Linked DNA regions of Sus scrofa: region 2 is linked to region 1. A link is a contact called in public promoter capture Hi-C data. All regions are on one chromosome and are shown on one strand. Each heading gives the region's core, a stretch centred on a gene start, on an enhancer-like site or on the middle of the called end of the contact. The rest is flanking DNA. Distances are from core to core; before and after follow the strand shown.

Region 1 (3,876 bases), core at 152-2,651:
GAACAGCCATGCGGTTCATACATCGTGGGCAAGACGCACAGGAAGCCCGCCAGTCCCCTGATCGAATCCGCCAGGGCACTGCTGGTAGAGTGTGGTCCCCAGGGCCCAACTGCGGTTCATGTAAACCGCCTACAACCCCCTGCTTTCATCAAATAAACATCATTTTCTCCTCAAATCTTATTAGGACGATTAAGCCCTAAAGAGACCCAGATTCCAATGCCAGCTCCACAAGCGCCTGGCCCTGGGGCCTCAGGAAAACCACTCCCCTCTCAAAGCCTCATTATCCTCACCAAGCAAACTGCCTGTGAGGAACTGAGAGGAGGCCAGGGATCAGCTGGAATGCACAGGCCCTCAACAACCGGGAGCCCCGGGGCAGTCGGCACACTCACCTCGGAAATCAGTGAGCTTTACGCCAGCACTTCCCACGCTCTCGTGGGCAGGGAAACGGCGAGGGGTCTTACGAAAACAGTTTCTGGGCATTTCGCATGGCGCGATGGGTTAAGAATCCAACTGCAGCGGCTCAGCTTGCAGTGGCTGGGGCTGCAGATGTGGCTCGGATCTGGCGTTGGCTGTGGCTGCGGCTGGTGGCAACAGCTCCAATTCGACCCCTAGCCTGGAACCTCCATATGCCGTGGGAGTGGCCCTAAAAAGCAAAAAAAAAAAAAAAATCCAAAAAATATCATGAAGAAGGAAAAAAAGCCTAAGCCACTCAAACATGCTGGGAAACATTTATGTTTGATGAATGTCAAAAACAAAAACTAAGCTCCCCACTCATCCTGGAGGTAACTGAGTCTTCATGGACGCCATTTAAATGCAAAACAACTTGCTTATTCTACAAGCAGCAGGCACATGTACCCCACACCTCTGCCTGGGAACAGGATGCACGGAACTAACTGAGCTGCTGAAAGGCTGCTCTTACTGGCTCACCTACTACTGCCAGTGTCCAGACACCTGGAGTCCCAGGACCCCTGGGCTTGGATTCAGGTATGCAGGACACCTGGGTGGCATCTGGCAAGACCAAAACGGGAGCCTGTTGGGCTCTAGAAGGGTTGGTGGTTGCTTACTCTGTACACTGAAAGCCACACGCCACTAGGAAGGGGACCGCGAGGAAAGTATCTCTACACAGGAGAATGCAGTCACTCTGCTCTGGGTTAAGCGAACAATAAACTCTTCCCCTAACAGCAGAGCTCAATGCCCAGGCAAACGTAATTTTCACACCGAGAGGCGGAAGAGGCAGAAACGTGGAAAGCAGAGGAGGACGGAGAGTTGGCCTCAGAAGGCAGCTCTCTTTAAGGGCTAAGGGAAAGGCTCACGAAGGACCAGAAAGTCTACCCAGAGCGGCGTCTCCGCTTTTAGCAAAGGAATCCGTTCCACACCATCGCCCCCCACCCCCAACCCAAAGGCCAGACCATTCGAGTCAGTGAGCACAGTGTCTGTCGGAGACAACGGGTTTCTCTAGAGGCAAGGGCAATACAAACGCAGAGCCAGTCTCACTGTATTTGCTCTGCAACTGCTTCGTCCACAGAACAAATCAAAAGCAGTCAGGTTTCTACCATCCAGCTGTTCCGGACTCTTTCCCAATTTTAATTTGTAAATTCTTTGAAATTTCAGCTTTCCTTTGAGAGTAGTAAACAGGGAGCCGAAACCATTTAATACGCACCGCATTGAGGAGCACAGAGTAACATGATAAATGGGGCCACCTCCTTCCAGGGTGCATGCAACACAACTGGGAAAATACAGAAAATGAAAGGCATTAACTCCAAGCTTGTCGTGTAGAGAGGGAGCTCAAGGAAGGGGAGCCTGGCAAAAAGGCTTCATTATAGACAAGGCCTAAGCTGGGCCTTATGAGATTGGTAGGGTTGAGCCAGGGATCCAGAAGCAAAAACTACTTCGCCAGGAGAACTACACCTGCAAGCACTGAAGAACACGGTAGAGCCAGGAGCTCTGGAGATTCAGAGACGGGAGAGGGTCCTGTTGGCGAGAAGAAAGAGCCTTTCAGAAGGCACTGAGAAAGGCTTAGGCAACACAAGGCCAGGTCTAAAAGAGCCATGTGTGAATACACGGCAGAGCGGTGCAGGCTTGCTGCAGAAGCAAAGAAGGAGCCAGTGTTTTTAGAGATAAAGGTACATTAAACAGCTATATCCAAGATTAAAGAGTACAGAGAAACAAAGCATTCTGAATCGAAGTCGGAAACAGCAGAGGAGAGGAAACTTAAGCTGTGGCAAGTACATTTTCAACAGACGCTGTAGGCCGACAAAGGCCGAGAGAGGGAAGTCCGGCCATGTATTTGTTTTTTCTTTCTTTTTCAGAGAAGCTGAGAAAAGACGAAATCACTAATACACGCAACAGAATCTGCCATGACTTGCAGATGACTGATGGTGGTAAAACTGCGTGTAGAAGGGAAAAAAAGGCTTCACTGGACAAATTCACAAAACTAGTGAATAGGCGAAGTATTTAAAGCTTATGGTTATTCTCTCTGTTTTCGTCAGCAGGTACTTGGCTTTTTCGTTTTGTTTTGCTTTAGGTTTTGATCCCTCATTAGCCACTGGACCGGCAATGTCAGCAGTGAACTTCACCTGCTCAGCCATCTCTGTCTCCTGACTTGTCCTACCAAACTGCAGCTTAATGGCTTAGCAGGGGTCAAGTTTTTAGCTATTTTTTTGGAGCTTAGGGCCAAAAATTCTGCAGTTTTTCAGAATGAGAAACACAGCCCTCAACCACTGCTATGGAACAGGAATGGCTGTGGACATTCACCTTTGCTGAAGCGCTATCTGAAGTTAAAATACGAAGTGAAACTCCCATTCCCATACAAAGTGCAGTCAATGTATTTCCAAACTAGAGTTAAACACGTTTTTCAGGAATGCCGAGTGTGAAGTGCAAGTCCCCTTAGTGATCAAGGGAATGAAGGCTTTCCCCCGACCTCAGCTGGAGAGGACTAACCCGCAATGCAGGGCGTGCGGAAGGGAAGAAAGACTCCAGCGGATTCCAGAAGAGCCTCGCGCCCACCAAGAGATAGATGAACACGCTCAACTGAAACCATGTGTGTCTGTGGGCTGAGGACAGAACGTGGCGGTACCTGTGTGTATAAAGACACTTTCGAAGACGAAACATGTAAAACCTTACCACAGCTCGGCACTGGGAAGATCAGACGACATTTGCAAACAGATTTTTTTTTTGGTCTTTTTAGAACCACAGCCACGGCATGTGGGGTCCAATTGGAGCTGCAGTCGCCGGCCTACACCACAGCCACAGCCACAGCAATGCAGGATCTGAGCTACATCTGCAACCTACACAATTCATGGCAATGCCGGATCCTTAACCCATTGATTGAGGCCTGGGATCGAACCTGTGTACTCACTGATGCCAGTCAGATTCATTTCTGCTGAGCCAAGACAGGAACTCGGCAAAGAGATTTTTTTTTTTTTAAATGCGAGTTGCAATGTTTATTTCAGGTTCTCTCATTTTTTATCTCAGGTTCTCTCTTTTCTCTTTTGTTTTTTGTGTTTTTTGTTTGTTTGTTTTTTTGCCACACAGGCAGTATGTGGGAATTCCTGGGCCAGGGAATGAACCTATGCCACACAGCAGCAACCAGAGCCACAGTGGTGAGAACACAGGAGCCTCAAACCACTAGGCCATCAGAGAACTCTCCACAAATAGATTTTTAATGAGAGGGAGATTCTAACTTTAAATACCACTTAGATGAAATGTTATCCCCCTAGAAAAAGAATTCCATTCTTCTCATTAGTAGATCTGTATGACAGAAAACTGAACACAAGTATTTCCATACTTTGGGGTTTTTTTGTTTGTTTGCTTTTTTGTCTTTTTGCCCTTTCTTGGGATGCTCCTGCGGCATATGGAGGTTGCCAGGCTAGGGGT
Region 2 (3,633 bases), core at 1,055-3,554, 51 kb after region 1:
TTTATCTTTAAGAAGCAAACCTCACCTTTGTTGAGTCTTCATTTCATCACTGTTCATTTTCTGCCCTGTTATGGTCTGATTCTCAAATTCCCAAGTCGTTAATTGAAACCAGAAAGTTTTTGTTTTGCTATACTTTATGCAAAGCTCGGTTTCTTGTCTAAAGCAGTCTCCCTCCTGATCTTCAGTGAGTTACACCCGCAAGACGCCCCTCTCCACTTAAGACTGAGTCCACCCGAGTGACACTGCCTGTGCAGCAAAGCAGCCCGGTCCCAGGCAAGGAACACGGGGGGAGGCGAGCGTGGTTCCAGCACCAGAGAGAAGAGCACAGGGCAGGAATTAAAAGCCTGGGAGTACATGTGTGACTTAGTGGATGGCATTTTGTTAGCTATTCTAGACTCCCTGATCAGATATACTGAGATATAAAACAGCTTCCAAAGCACCCCTCCGGGAAAACAGTTATTGCCCAAACTATCGTCACTGAAGCACATACACAGTGAAGTTCAACACACAGGAACCTCCCGAGCCTCGGTAAGAACCAAGAGTACCCTGAGAAGCTCGGGAGCTATTGATTTGGGGGCCAATCACACTTCAGAAGTAGTATCCAAAAGTACAGCAGGAAGAGAATCCAACTGGAGCTCCTGGGGAGCTTTTCCCTATTTAACCATCTCTGAAACTAACCATTCTGAAGCACCAGGGCTCATTACTCCAGGAAACGTTTGCAACTTAACGAATCTTCAACCACTCCTCCCCTGAAAAAAATTACAATACACTTCCAGGTCACTGTCTCAGCCCAAATGACTCTAAATACACAGACCTTTCTAAAGACACTCGCCCAAAGCCAGGACTGAAAACACTCATTTACCTTCCTAATGGTATATAAATATTTAAAACATCAAACCTAATAATAGCCATTAATTTCTAAGCTGATTCTTCGTGCCAGGCACCATTTGTAGCTGCTTTACACGTATTAACTCATTTACTCCTGGCAAACTCAGGAGGCAGACACAGTTACAGAAGCAGCAGTGAAGAAAGTGATGAAGCCAAGATGTGAAACCAGGCAGTCTAACTCGAGAGCAAAGAGAGCGCAGGCACCAGCACCACTTAGGAGACTCCAGCGGCTGGAAACCTGGACTCGCTTTCCCACTGGCTGCCTACCTGCAACTTGACCTTGAGGACAAAACCCAAGTAAGCCTCCCGTTCACAAAATACGACAAGAGCCTCGTTAACAAGTGCGGCGAGGACGAAAGTGCCCCTCCCATAAAAGCAAAATATAAACAAAGCTCGACCCGACCCACGGAGAAAGTAAGAATCGAGAGCACTGCACGAAGCTCTGAGGCTGAGACGTCAGGACACACAGGGACCTCCAAGGACTCGCTCGGTCTACGCACAACCAAGGGTCCAAGTTGTGCCGAGAGCAGGCGGGACGGAGGAGGAAACCCCTCCAAGTTAACGGCGAGAGAGCTTCTTTAAGAGGGAGGTTCTTGCTGCCGAAAGAAGGACCACCCCCCAGCCCCCCGCAAGCTCATATTCGCCAGGGAGACCTTCGCGACCAGGTCTACGCTGGAGTCGCAGCACCGGAGTGGAAAAAAAATCGCTCGGAAGGAGATTTAAATACTCCGGGCCCGGCTCTGCGTATTCCGATGACTCTGCGGCGAAGGAGCAGAAACCCACAGAACTTGTTTCCCGGAGAGCGGAGTCCAACAATGGCCTTCGCGAGGCTCCGGCGAGCGGCCGCCTTAACTTGACACGCTCCGGGGCCCGCGCCCAGCGAAGTTCTCCGGGGCCGGCGGGCGGCGCTCGGGGCCGCCGGCCGGGGCGGAGCGGGCCCCGCCGGGCTAGGGGCGCGCCCGGTCGCCGCCGCGCCAGGCCGCGGACGTCCGCGCGGGCGCAAAGTTCGCCGCCGGGCCCTCGTCCCGCCTCGGCGCCCGGCCCGGCGCGGCCCCCGCGGCCCGCAGCGGGCGAGCCGGGCGGCTGACAGGCGCGGGCGGGGACGGCCCCGGAGCCGGGGCGCCGCGCCTCCCCGGCCGCGGAGCGGCGAATTCCGGGGGGGAGGGGAGGGGGCCGGGACGCTCCCTCCCCGCGCCGCCGAGGCCGGGCGGAGGGGCCGCCCCGCCGCCCGCGCGCCGCGCACCCCGCGCGACGGCCCGCTCCGCCGCCCCCTCCCCCTCATTACCTGGAGGTGCCCGCGACTCGCCGCTAGTTGCGCTCAGGCGGGAAACGCGCTCACCGACACCATCAGCGAAGCGCCCAAAATGGCGGACGTATCAAGCAGGCCTTGAGTTCCCCCCGCCCTCCCTCCGGCCGCCTCACGGCCAATCATGGCCCTGGCCCCGCCCCCAGTCCCGCGCTCATTGGCCTCCCTCTCCCGCCCCCTGTAACCTATTGGATCACCCTGCGGCCCCGTTGCACGCACGCCGATTGGCTGGCAGACCTCGTCAGTCAAGCGAGAGGGGCTCATCCTTTTCCCATGGACTTGACGGTTCCGGAACCTCTAGGACCCGGGAGTCTGGAGAAACAAATCAGAAACCGAGAGAAACCTGGCTGGGTCCCCCTACGCCGTAGCAACAGCAGGGCCTCCGCTTGACCGACGCTTCGGACCACCAATCCGATAGCCAATGCTTTTTAAAACTAAAATGAGCCAAACCAATCATGGCCATAGAGATGGGAACTGCAAGGGAACCAATGGGGTACCAAGACCGGAGGGCGGGCAGGCGGGCCCGAGGGCCTGAAGGAAACCGGTGATGACGTGAGCCACAATGTGTTTCGGCGGCGGAAATTAGCCAGGGTTGGGGAATTAGCTCAAGTGGTAGAGCGCTCGCTTAGCATGTGAGAGGTAGCGGGATCGATGCCCGCATTCTCCACTGTAGACTTTTAGAAGGGGGGTGTGGGACTTTCCTGGTCAAAGTCACGCTCCTTTCCCTGGGTGCCCGCACTGGGAGTCTATCAGAGTGAAGGTGGGGAGTCCCATACAGCTTACGCCGACTCCCCAGCCTCCGCGAGGGACCAGATTGCGGGAAGATAGGAGTCCTCGTTTTGCCTTGCGGAAGGATTGACACGCGAGCTTCTCCCAAAATTCTCCTCTGGCGCCCTGCCACTCCCCGCCCTCCCCGAGACAGCCCACTCAGCCATCTCCCCCCGCCCCCTGCTCCTAAAGAGAGCCACCCCAGAGAGAGCCGACGCTTGGAGATGCGGCCTCCTTCCTAAAAGCCGGCAAAACGCCGTGTATGGTCACGTGTAAATCAACTGCATGCGGTGGGGGGAGGCTTGCGGGGCCCGCTGCGGGGGAGAGAGTGCTAGGGGCACTAGTGCTCGTGGGCAGCCCTAGTGTGCACTTAGTCTATGCCCAGCCTGCGGGGGTGCGTGGGGAGCAGAGGGTCCCGGCTCTGACGTCAGACTCCTCCAGTCACAGAGTGGTGGGGTCTTCCTGAGCCGGAGGCAATCCGACCCTCAGGACAGCGAGAGCAGAGCTCTGCGCTAACTCCCGGAGACCTGAGACCCCAAGGTGGGGCCTTGGAACAGGTTGGGTTGTTCTGAGAGAGACACGGGGCGGGAGAGGAAGTGTCCGAAGTGACCGGGTCTCCGGGCCTTGAGACCAGTGCCACCCTGCCTAGGGGGAAATCACCAGCACCGGTG

Evidence for each region. Promoter capture Hi-C pulls out the DNA fragments that hold promoters and counts their contacts.
Region 2: a promoter capture Hi-C map of liver shows a contact between it and region 1, with 4 times the contacts expected there. The contact joins the promoter of PPP6R3 here to the enhancer-like site in region 1. A contact is called at or near these places in 1 of 5 promoter capture datasets (liver), 8 of 47 Hi-C or Micro-C datasets (embryonic fibroblasts, fetal heart ventricle, heart right ventricle and 2 more) and 1 of 2 datasets of contacts at active chromatin or transcription factors (skeletal muscle).

Annotation. Positions count from the first base shown.
Region 1 is chr2:4,471,255-4,475,130 of Sscrofa11.1, forward strand. PPP6R3 (serine/threonine-protein phosphatase 6 regulatory subunit 3) reads right to left here. Exons shown (of 26, transcript XM_021082696.1): 3 at 1,661-1,726. The coding sequence starts at 1,717. Among named protein-coding and RNA genes, the nearest start is that of PPP6R3, 50 kb to the right of the region's middle. Within about 2 kb of position 1,402, at least 5 of the 83 cell types and tissues checked have an H3K27ac peak or open chromatin away from gene starts, as enhancers often do. A contact at or near this core is called in liver, where this site is marked.
Region 2 is chr2:4,521,117-4,524,749 of Sscrofa11.1, forward strand. PPP6R3 (serine/threonine-protein phosphatase 6 regulatory subunit 3) reads right to left here and starts at 2,305. Exons shown (of 26, transcript XM_021082696.1): 1 at 2,174-2,305. TRNAA-AGC (a tRNA gene) reads left to right here and starts at 2,789; the gene lies at 2,789-2,861.